Linked DNA regions of Rattus norvegicus: region 1 is linked to region 2. The links are chromatin contacts, called in public Hi-C maps. All regions are on one chromosome and are shown on one strand. Each heading gives the region's core, a stretch centred on a gene start, on an enhancer-like site or on the middle of the called end of the contact. The rest is flanking DNA. Distances are from core to core; before and after follow the strand shown.

The links. A called contact is a pair of places that touch in the nucleus more often than the background predicts.
Region 1: a Hi-C map of Schwann cells shows a contact between it and region 2, with 14 times the contacts expected there. The contact joins the promoter of Olfm1 here to the enhancer-like site in region 2.

The regions. Positions count from the first base shown.
Region 1 is chr3:31,929,757-31,933,027 of GRCr8, reverse strand. It overlaps Olfm1 (olfactomedin 1), which reads right to left and starts at 1,692. Exons shown (of 6, transcript NM_053573.1): 1 at 1,252-1,692. The coding sequence starts at 1,401.
Region 2 is chr3:31,485,866-31,488,785 of GRCr8, reverse strand. No RefSeq gene overlaps it. Among named protein-coding and RNA genes, the nearest start is that of Rxra, 99 kb to the right of the region's middle. Within about 2 kb of position 1,360, at least 19 of the 93 cell types and tissues checked have an H3K27ac peak or open chromatin away from gene starts, as enhancers often do. A contact at or near this core is called in Schwann cells, where this site is marked.

The DNA of each region.
Region 1 (3,271 bases), core at 443-2,942, 440 kb before region 2:
ACCCTTCCGTGGCATCCTGCACTTCCCTGCTATTTTTAGATAAGGATGGGGAAGAAGGTAGTGATATTCTTCATTTCATTTCATTCATCCAACCTCAGCAGCTCAGAACACAGAAGCACGCCAAGTCCTTATCAGGGAAACTCACGGTGATATTTTTGTTTGGCATTTTTCTTTTCTTTTTTCTTTTCTTTTCTTTTCTTTTCTTTTCTTTTTATGTATGTGTCATTACATAGCTCTGAATGTCAGGGGACTCACTCTGTATACTAGGCTGGACTCAAACTCACAGAGATCCACCTGCCTCTGCCCCTGGGATTAAAGGAGTGGGACATCACTCCTGGCACTAGGGCACTAGGGAAACTCATTTTAAAACAACAGGAGAGGCAGACCCAATAAGAGTCATTGATGGTGGCAGTTGGGTCAGAGACTCATCCGTCACCTGCCACCTGTCCTTTCCACAGAGAAGGTTAGGCCAGGTCCCCTCATTAAACGGTGGTCTCCATCTATCACAGAAGTCATCCTTACCCAGACCCTGCACCCCAAACCCCGGCCACCGCTCCCCACCCGCAAGCTGCTGAGGACATGGAGATTGTGATTTCCATTTCAGAGGCCGGTAGAGAGGGGTTGGGTGAAGGCAGATGGGCAGCTGGGTAGCTGGGTCCCGCCCAGCTCCTCTCAACCTCCTCCGGAGTGGATGCTTAGATCTTCGAACCGGGATGGGAACACAAGGGTCCCTTGGGATTTAGGGGACTCGAGTGAGATCACAAGCTCTGATCTGGGCCGGTCCAGTCCGCCTTTTACAAAGTAGGGCGAGCTGAGTCCTGGCTGGACCTAGCCCACAAAGGGCTTTAAGCAGCATCTCCACCCCTTACTTACTGAGTGACCTTGGCTAAGTCCCCAAGTCCCTAGCTTCAGTTTTCTAAGCTTTGCAAAGAAAGATTTCCTAAAATTAGTGAAAGAGGACTCTGGACTTTTGAACCCCTCCCACCACCAGCAGAGCTGGTGTCCTCAAGCCCCTCAGGGGGACCGGGCGCAAGAAGCATCGCCCCGAAACGCCAGAGTGCGGGTGGTGGCCGCAGCTGGAGTCGCTGCTAGGCTGTAGGGCGGAGGGTGGGCTCGTGACCCCGGTCCCTGCATCCCTCCCTCCCAGGGTGACCCCATCCAGTGCCGCACCGCTGGGCCAGCCCGGGGTTTCGACCCAAGAGGAGGCAGAAGGGAGGAGGGGCCGCGAGGGCTCAAGGCGGGCGCACTTACGCCGGTGCTGCGGTCCAGCGTCCCGCCGCTGGCGGCCGAGAGCCGGGTGGTATTGAGGCCCACCAGCGAGGGCAGCGTCTGGGACATCCAGTTGGTGATCATGGCCATGGTGCTTAGCACGACCCCGATCTTCAGCAGCGGCACCGACATCGCGCCTCGAGTGGTCTCCTGCGCCCGCGCCGCGCCGGCGCCGGCTCCCGCGCCCCGGGCAGCCTTAGGCGGCGGGCACCAGGGCGGGCAGGGGCGCCCGGCCGCGTCCCCGCGCCCCCTCCGCCCGCCGCCGCCCGCCCGTCTCTGCCTCCCTCTGCGCCCTGGCCATCGCCGCGCCGCCCCGGCGCCGGGAGGTGACCAGGCGGCCCTGCCTGGAGCGCGCTGCCTGCCCGCGTTGCCCGCCGCTGCAGCGTCCCCGCGCGCTCCGCTGTCGAGAAGGGCCACCAGGTTCTGAGCACGGCGCGGGATGTGCGCGGGGGCCGCGGCCGGGGGGCGGGGACAAGGCCGGGCGGCGGCCGACGCAATCTGCCCAGGAAATGGGTGGATTTTTCCTCCGAGCTCTGGCTCCGCGCTGCCCCCTGGCTGCAGGCAGCGAGGTCTGCAAACTCGTCGGCCGAAGAGTTAGGGTCATCCAGGAGGATGGATAAAACCGTAAAACAATAAATAAAACCTCAAGAATCTCGCATGGGACCCATTCACAGCCCTCCTTCCCCAACTCTCTTGGTCACCCTCATGGCTCTGTCTCGCCGAGGCCCGGCCTGCTGCAGGTGGATGGAGTCCAGTCAGTTTGGGGTGCCTCCTGAGCCCCAGCGGGAAAATAGAGCTTGGGTGGAGTCTCTAGTGCCAGCGCTGGAGTAAAGAGGTAGCTACAAAGTGAAAGACACTGCTGGGAATCTTGGACAACTACCTCAGAAGGAAGGGGCAGTTGGAATTCCTAGCCGGGGGAACACCTTGGGTTTCTGGGAGCAGATTTGAACAGAGGGGGATTGACTGGATTTGACTGGAGGGGGATGGTATGCCCGCTGTGCACAGCGGGGGATGAAAGAGAGTGTGCCCACCTACCATCCGGAACTGCGGAAAGCGTAGGGTTCAAGAGGAACTAGAGGGACCACACCCTTGCTTGTGGGCTGTGGTACATGCGTCGGAGGGTAGAGTATCTGATGTCCATGCTGTAGGCTTAGATGGACAGGGGTCCCTTTCAGAGACACAGCTCAGGGGCAGGGCAAGCTTCAGCAGTGTCTGTGCCAAGACTTGTAAGTCTCAGCCCAGCAGCACAGCCGGCAAAAACAACTTCATAGTGCTTTTGACTTTGAAGCAGCCCTCTAAGGTGAGGAAAGCCAGATCCTGTGGGCATTCCTCCAAGTTGTTCCAGCCCCAGGCAGGGAAAGTCAGCTTACTCGCACCCCTCCTACCTCCCACTGCACTCTTGCCCACCTGGTCAATTATAGACTCCCTGAAAGGGGTTTGGAAGAGACGTCAGAACAAAGGCAGGCTTCCTGGTGGCTGCCAAGAGGGATATGACATCTTCCTGGGGCTTGTCTCTCTGTGTTCAGTACCCATTTGCAGAGAAAACTTCAACAGCCAAGACGATTCTGGCCTGAGTGCTGGGTGTGAGCCCTGCTGGCTCTAGAAGTCAATTGGAGTTGTTTCTCTGGTTAATGCATGGCATTCATTGGTGCCTTCGGTTTTGGGTCAGATGCCAGCAAATTACAACTGTTAGGGAAGGGCACCATCTCTCAGTGAAAGCTGGTACTGCAGACCAGTCACACCCAGTGGTCTTGCTGGATTCAGCATCCAGAGATGCCCTACTTCCCCTGCCGTGCATTTCCCCATACAGACTCAGGGCCGTGGCTGTGTGTCTACTCACTTGCTTCTGACGACACAAAGGTAATACGCACTTAATGTTTATCAACAATTTCAAATCCAGCCCAGTCCAGTCCTCAAAATTCTCAAGCCATCTCAGGAGCCACCCCTTTTATTGAATACCCACTTGGTGCAAGATACAAGGTGCAGCACACACTAAGCTCCG
Region 2 (2,920 bases), core at 111-2,610:
TCTTCCTGCATACTGTGGAGGCTCTTACTGACCACTCGGGGTCCCCAGCATAGATCTAATGGGGACACAAGACAGATAGGTGCCTCCCACAACAATGGGCAAGACTTCCTTGGGAACTTTTTCAGAGCGGTTGCTCCAGCAGTAGCATCACTCAGCAGACATCACTTCCCAGCCTCAGGAGAACAAACACAACTCCCTAAGGCCTACCAGCCCTCCCCTCTCCTTGAGCAGGTCACAGGAGATAACTTCAATCAGGTTAATCCTCTTGTAGGCCTGTCTAAGATGGCCGCCATGCTGCCTACCCAGGAGGCTCTGTCAGACAGGGGCCAGAACAGAGGCTCCAAGGACAAGCCTTTGCTGGCACGACTAGACCCAAATCCAGATGTCTGCCACTAAGTGGTGCTCAGGATTCAACACAGGCTGACTGAAAGTCCCACAAAGGTGGTCAGCCCCACTAGTGGAGAACAACAGCATAGGTCAACCTCAGGGCCCCCAAAGGCAGTGGGAAGGGTCAAAAGCTCAGCAGCTATTTCCACAGGGGAAAAAATGCCTTCAGGCCTCCCAGGGGCTGTGACTCAAGGGTCCCTGCTGCCAGATGGCTTCTTGTCAGATTGCTTGGGCCCTGGCTCCTGTCACAGTGAGGGCTGCTCCAAGCAGGGCCCTAAGGTCAGCTACGTAGCCAATAGGACCTAGGCCTCTCATCCTGGCAGAGACAGAAGTCAGTAGGGCCCAGCCAACTTAAGTCCAGTGACAAACGGTATGACCTGAGCTTTCCCACCTACAAAGTGCACCATCAAGCTGTGGAATGGCTCACAGGACCTAAAATTCCACAGGTTTGTTCAACCCTGCTATAGGAGCTATAGGGCCTGAACCCTGCAGGGCTGTGTCCCCAAGCATAGCCCTCCACAGACGCTCACACTGTTGCCCTGTGCAGTGGGCATCTTCATCAACAATGCTATGTCACATTCTTAAAACCAGTATGAAGCTGTTTGTCAGACCTATGTCTGTAACCATGCACAAAGATGACAGGACCTGTGTCCCACACATCCTCACAAGCAGCCTTTCCACTCGGCGGAGCCTGACTGCAATGGCAGAAAGTGAGCAGGCCTACGGGGGAGGCTGGGGACCCCTCCTGGAGGGCTGAGCCTATGATTGATTGCATGTGCCAGTGTCCTTGTGGTACCTCCTCATACACAAAGACCAAACGGGTACGGCACCTAGCTCAGAATTGTTCTGGGTCAGGAGGGACAGAAGGACAGCGTCGTGTGAACAGCATTCCTCCTCCCCACGGTACATGGCAGCCAAGATCTGAGGACACCATGAGAGGCATGACACACAGCCCTATAAAACCACAGGAAGCACGGAAGAGTTGCTGGAACCGGAGGACACCAAAAGAAGAACACCCTGAAGGCCATAGCCCTTGTCAGGCCGTGGGGGCGAAGGAGGGATGACAGGGCTTGCTGGAGAAAAGTCCAGGGTGCTTCGGTCCATGGAACTAGCGATGTAAGAATGGGGTGAAGCTCTTGCCCAGCCTCCGTCACATGGAAAGCCTGGATAAGAGAACCCAGGACAGCCCTAGAGAGAGACCCTGGACTCTGCACTTCCGGGGAAACCCATCAGCCATCCCACTCCAAGCAGGGCTAGGAGAGAGCTCGGGAGGTATTTCATGTTCTGTGTCACCAAACCATGGCGCGTTGCGAGCTTCATATTTTCCCACTGACGTCAGCGGCGTGGTCTGAAGCGGCTGCAAAAGCCTCGGCAGCATAATTGCAGCTGTCTCCGCAAAGCGAAGTCAGATGGTTTTTCCGACCTCCAGCCCCCGCTCCTCCCCCAGGCCTCTCTCCTTTTTATTATGTTCCTTGGGCCCCATCCAGATGTTCCCTGCAACAACAACCCTCCAAAAATTTACAAAAAGGGAGCGAGAGCGAACAGCTTCCTGCCGGCTAGGGTGGAAGTGGCGACGTGGCAGTGTGGGGGCAGCCACGTCTGCAGGCCTGGCGGGCGGGGGAGTGGCCACATTCAAAGAATCAGGCACATCAGACACCCTTTAAAGTCCATGTCTTCTCCACCCCATGTCCTGGGTCCTGGGGACATGGCTGAGGGGCCAGGGGATTCACACTGCCTCTGGCTCACATGGGGAAGGCTGTGGCTGAGCAGAGACCAAGGCACTGTGGTCAAGACCAGGCCGGTGTTTAGACTGACTTAGCATCATGCCAACTACACGTGTAGCTAGGGTCTCCATGCTATGGAGGTGGTGCCTAGAGCTTCCATTAAGATTGGTCTTCATCTGAGCTGGCAGCTGGGATCACCTCACCCGGATGAGAGCACCAGCTGACAAGCGCAGCCCCTGACCAGGTAGAGCAGAAGAGATGGGGTGGACTCCTCAGTTTTGGGGAACAATCATCGGAACCTCCAAGCCAAGGAAGGGTCACACAGGAGCATGCTGGGTTAGGCCTTCCTTACAGAAGAACTATCTCCCAGACTCAGGAATGGGCCTCGAACTACTAGGCCACAGGCACTCTGGGAGAGCAGTCCACAGTGACACACAGTATGTCCTGCCATTCCTGGATACCAATGAAGCCTTTGTGGGAGCAATGGCCAGCCTCTAACTGACCCACAAAACAATAATCCCCAATGCTATCTTAAAAGATGTTGGCCCTACCCAGTCCATCGTGCCCTGGAGTGCTAACCCAAGTAGGCAGAGTAGAGAGACAGAGTTGAGGCCAGCAAGGGATCAGCAAGCTATGAAAGGGGTCAGTAAGCTATAATGCAAGGCCGATGAACCCCAGGCTATGAAAAGAATGACCCGTGACACCTCCCTGTCTCCTGCCCTCCCAACCCATCACTGAAATGCTAGCCCTAAAGCTTCGGAGATCACCTCAGACCCAGGGATATGCTGAGGGCCTTGGAGCACCTGGCA